2 separate regions of the Gossypium hirsutum genome follow, and region 2 is linked to region 1. The links are chromatin contacts, called in public Hi-C maps. All regions are on one chromosome and are shown on one strand. The core of a region is the stretch at or near the end of the contact, and the rest is flanking DNA. Distances in the headings are between cores, read along the strand shown. Region 1 holds the start of LOC107900688 (glycine-rich protein A3). Region 2 holds the start of LOC107900677 (protein PAM68, chloroplastic).

What was found. A called contact is a pair of places that touch in the nucleus more often than the background predicts.
Region 2: a contact with region 1 is called in a Hi-C map of hypocotyl, with 2.6 times the contacts expected there. The contact joins the promoter of LOC107900677 here to the promoter of LOC107900688 in region 1. A contact is called at or near these places in 2 of 34 Hi-C or Micro-C datasets (hypocotyl and leaf).

What each region holds. Positions count from the first base shown.
Region 1 is chrD08:54,949,933-54,952,632 of Gossypium_hirsutum_v2.1, reverse strand. It overlaps LOC107900688 (glycine-rich protein A3), which reads left to right and starts at 1,319. Exons shown (of 3, transcript XM_016826371.2): 1 at 1,319-1,435; 2 at 1,836-2,072; 3 at 2,172-2,572. The coding sequence starts at 1,871. The coding sequence ends at 2,449.
Region 2 is chrD08:55,148,774-55,151,473 of Gossypium_hirsutum_v2.1, reverse strand. LOC107900677 (protein PAM68, chloroplastic) reads left to right here and starts at 1,355. Exons shown (of 2, transcript XM_016826350.2): 1 at 1,355-1,674; 2 at 1,772-2,493. The coding sequence starts at 1,630. The coding sequence ends at 2,356.

The DNA of each region.
Region 1 (2,700 bases), core at 70-2,569:
TATAAGGAGATTAAATTAATTAATTAATTAATTCAATATTATAGTAACAAATTGGCTATAGGGATAAAAAAAATTCCATAATTTATTTAATTGATTTTGATGTTTTAGAATTTAAAATTTCAATATTGGAAAAAAATTAAAGCTTTCGGTAAAGGGATAAATAAGTACAATTTGACAATTCTTTAGTGCATTATTCTAGTTTCTATTGCTTTTTTTACTTTAATCCTTAGGTTTTTTACCCCGACCAATCATTTAGAAAGGATATTTTTAAGTAACCAAAATGAAAATGTAAACATGATAGCACGAATACAATCAACCATTATTAGAGATTTGATGTTTAAATGACTAAAATGTGAACATTTTAAAAATTAGGTGATAAAATTGCAAAAAAAAATATTTTGACCTTTAATTAGATAGTGGTGGATAACCAACAGATGGGACATGGTGCACCTGCCAAAATGATCTACCCCCTACATTACATGTACCTCAACATGTTTAACTATTATACAATTTCAAATAGATATTCTTTAATGACATAGATGGTATGAAATTTTAATAAATAAATAGAACTATTCGTAAATCAATCAAGTTATCTACCCAACTTGAAATGAAATTAATGAAAAAATGTTTTATTTTTTATTTAAACTTAGAATATCTTTCATAGCTTTAAAAGTTTTTGTATGTCAAAAACGAATAAAATGGTTATTCTTGGTAACCATTAAAAAGTTATTAACTTTAGGAGAATAATTATATTTAATGAGATTTCATGTCTAAAATTTGATATGATCAACAATCAAATTTCATATCTATTCACCTATTAAATAAAATTATTTGAGTTTTTAAGCTATAATCAATAGAGAGAACATACTATATTATAAACTAATATCGCATTACTTAAAGATATATATGTTTAACATTTTACTTATTTTCCAAATGTATGGGAATTTCTTTTTATTAAGTTTTAACTCGATTGGTATTGACATTATTGTAATGTAGAAGTATATGGGTTCAAGTATGCTGAAGGGTATTATCCTCCTATTTATGAGTTGAGGAGAGGCTATGAGTAGTTGTAGATATTGGGTCAAAAAGAGCAGATATGGTCAGAACTTATAATAAAATTATTCAAAACAAAAACAAAAAATGTACAAGGATCAAAATCTAAAGGGCACTATAGAATAAGGAGCTGTAGAGAAAATTTACCAATGAAATACACGCAAAGAAGAAAAGGTTCCATGACTTTGGGGCTAAGGTAAAAATGGAGGTTGTAGTCCACGTGTCGTTGTCATTTAACATTAGCTAGCCGCGTCGTTTACGCGTTAGAGCAACGCGTGGAATCTCTCCTTTGTTAATTTCAAAGTGAAAATATAAATATGCTAAAATATCTCCTCCCAAAACTTCCATTCCGATATCAATCTGACTTTCTCTGTAACCTTAGGTACACACATCTCTCTTCTTTTCTCTGCCTAATTTATGTTTATTTTATCTTTTTTCTTTTTTCGAAATTTTATCTCTTAGTAATAGGTAATCTGTTCTATGATCCTTTGTGTTATAGTCTTCGAAATTCCATTAAAAAAAAAAGAAAAGAAAAGGCGTTGACTGTTTTTTAGGATCTCAATTTTTTTTCTCTAAGTTCATGTTCTAGTTGTTGATTCATTGTTATGGGAATTTTGTTGATTTTTTGTTTTTGGTAATTTTCATACTTTATCAGTGTTCGTGATTTGTTTCCTTGCTGGAATCATTTACAGATGCTTGTTATCATGTTGTGCCTTTTTTATCATTATTATTTTGATCTACGTTTATATGTGATCAATTCATTTATGCATTTTTTTTTTCAGTTTGTTCCACAGAAGTGATTATTGGTTGAGAAAACATGGGGAAGGACAAGCATAAGCCTGATGATAAGGGTCTGTTTTCACATCTTGCTCATGGTGGTCATGGACACCCTCCTGGCGGATATCCACCGGCTGGAGCGTACCCCCCTCAAGGCTATCCACCAGCTGGCTACCCTCCTCAAGGAGGATACCCCCCTCACGGCTATCCACCATCTGGCTATCCTGGTGCATCCCATTCAGGTAAAACTTCCTACATAATCATAAGGCGGTCCAAGTTTGTTGTCATGTTAAATGTGAGATGCCAATAATTAATTACCCTTTTTGTGTGTGTGTGTGCAGGGCACAGTGGCATGGGAGCGCTGCTTGCAGGTGGTGCAGCAGCTGCCGCAGCTGCTATGGGGGCTCACCACGTGTCTCATGGTGCTCATGGTGCTCATGGTGCTTATGGTGCTCATGGTGCTTATGGTGCTCATGGGTTTGGTCATGGTCATCATGGGAAGTTCAAACATCATGGTGGTGGGAAGTTTAAGCATCATGGGGGGAAATTCAAGCACGGGAAGCATGGGAAATTTAAGCACGGAAAGCATGGAGGCGGCAAATTCAGGAAGTGGAAGTGATGTTACTGCCCGCAAAAGCATGGAGAATTGGGAGTCAAAACTGATAGTGTCGAATGAATGAATGTAATAATAATTTGACTTCAACTGCTTTGTATTGAATAATCACAGACTTGTTTTTCTTTCTTTTTAATTGTTGACATATAACAATAACAACATTTGATTCAACGATCTGATATATGCATTACGACTTACGAGACATAACTCGGAACATGTCATTGTAAACCCTGTATATTTCAACTTTGAAGCAATGA
Region 2 (2,700 bases), core at 106-2,605, 200 kb before region 1:
AGATTAAGAGCTTATTTAACTACAAAAATGGGTTGAGGGCTTGTTTATTAAATAAAAAAGTGAGTTGAAGGGGAATAAAAAGAAAATAATAAATAAGGAGGGCTAATAAGACAGTTAGCCACTTTTCAAGTTTAGTGCCGCCACAAGTTCAGGTGTCACCATTTCACTTTCTTTGCTCAAAATGGTAAATTTGCATATCAGGTCCTTAAAACTTTAGATCATTACATTTCAGTCCTATGGCAGGCCCTCCACCAGTTTGGTGCCGCCTGTGGCAGGCCCTCCACCAGGCTGTCATGTTTTTTTTTGTATTATTTTAGTAAATAAAAAAATTAATATTATTTTAGTATTTTTTATTTTTTTTGTAATATTTTTGTAAAAGACCCAATTTTTTATATTATCTATTTAATTGGTTTAAGGAAGCCCCAATATAATTAATTTAGTATAATCTCTAATCATTTTTATTCCAATTTTCTATATAAACTTTTTAAAGATTATTCATTGACTAATTTACGTGCTATATTTTATTTTAATATTTTAAGGCCATGTACAGGTAATTCTATTTACTCTATTATTAAAATTTGGTCATTGTATCTCAACATGAGATATATTTGGTTGTTTCATCAATTATGTCAATTTTTAGTAGTATAAATGGATGTAATTTTTTTATAGGAAAGATCAATTTACTCCTTCATTTAACATGCATTTTTTAAGGGGCGATTGGCAAAATACAATCTGGTTTTTAGTACAAGAACTCTCATGTTACTTTTACTCCTTTTTATTGATTCTAATGATGCATGCAAAGTAATTTTTAGTACAAGAACTCTCATGTTACTTTTACTCCTTTTTATTGATTCTAATGATGCATGCAAAGTAAATAAAAAATTATCTAATTATTTGTCCTAAATGTAAGAATTTCAATGGTTAAATATATTAAAAAATATAATATTATTGGATTGATGTGGTAAAGATATCGAATTGATTTAAAATTTTAAATGTATTATAACTACGATCATATTAATAAATTCAACCATTTAAATTATGAAAGGATGTAAAATTACTGTACTTTTATTTTAACGTAAATGGATCTCTTTTATACAAATATATTGATTTTGTGCGTGAATTTTCTTAATGATGAAATAAAACGTGAAAAAGGATGAAATTGGTTTTTTTAATATTAAAATATCCACATAATTATGTTTTTTTCTTTTTTTTTTTGTAAATTCCTCTTCTGTTTTGTTATTTTTAATTGAACTGGATTTAATTAACTAATCACATCAATTTTAATATTAAAGTCGACGACTTGGACCGAAAATGAATTTAGATACAGAGAATATAATGGTTGGGCTACCCGAGTCGGCCCAGCCCTTATTAGAGATCTTTCGGATCATCTTTGAACCATAACCTTATCGCTTCTTCCTTCGGTCTGGTAAATTGGTGGTAAGAAGAGTTTCTGAATCCGAATGGGGTTTCAGTGAGGGCAATCATACTTGAGTTTCTGAATTCTGCAACAATTTTAACTTAAAAAGGAAAGCTTTTGAGTTCTCATCTGTGGGTGTTCCTTCCAATATCTGGACCAACTCAATAAGCACTCCAAGAAAAGAAAAGAAAAAATTGAAGTAGCTCAAGTGAATGGCAGCTTCGGCACTGTCGTCTTTATCCTACTGCCGTTTCAAGGTATGCATGTTTCCTTTATTATATTCCTTAAGATAGTAATTAATATGATTCATATATATAGAATTTGCAAAATGAAAAATCGAGTTTTGTATGTAAGCTTTGCAGGCAGTTGACCATGGAACCCTCTTCATTGACATCAGCCCAACCCTCAAAATCATCTTCCCCATTCCCAGTTAACCCCCAAAACCAAATCCGACCATTGTACTTACTACCCCTACATGCCACCTTGAATAGCCCAAAAGGCTTTGGATCCCCACCCAAGAAAAACAAAAAGACAAAGAAATCAAAGAGTAGTGGTGATGACAATGAAGAAGAAGAAGAAGAAGAAGAAGAGGAAGAAGAGGAGAATGAAGCAGAGGCAGGGGTGATACCTGAGGTGGTAACAAACAGGATGATAAGCAGAATGGGATTCACAGTTGGGATTCCATTGTTGGTAGGGTTGTTGTTTTTCCCATTCTTTTATTATCTCAAGGTTGGATTGAAAATCGATGTACCAACGTGGGTGCCGTTTATTGTGTCCTTCATCTTCTTCGGGACAGCACTGTTAGGGGTGAGTTATGGGATTGTGTCATCTAGTTGGGATCCGTTGAGAGAAGGGTCAGTCTTGGGATGGAATGAGGCTCAGAAGAACTGGCCTGTTTTTTGGCAATCCATTTGGGGGGGTGGATCACGTAAAAAGTGAAAGAGACATTACATACATGGTTGCGTACTGGTATTTTTGTCTCGAGTTTACTACTAACTCATGTTATGCTATATTATTTAAGTTATGCTTTGCTCTAAATTCAAATGCTTAATGGTTTATAAATTCATTTCACTCAATCCGTTTATGCTAAAGAGATTTGATTGAGGCAAGGCCGGCCTGGCAGTCAAGAGAAGAGATAGCATTAAGCTGCAGTGCTCTGCTCACTCTATATCCCCAGCATTTTTCGCTTAATCACCAATAAAACCAAGGAGGGAAAGGAAAAGGAAAAGCCAGGGAAATTTTGAAAACCTTTCTTTTATTTGGTTATTAATCCAATAATATTC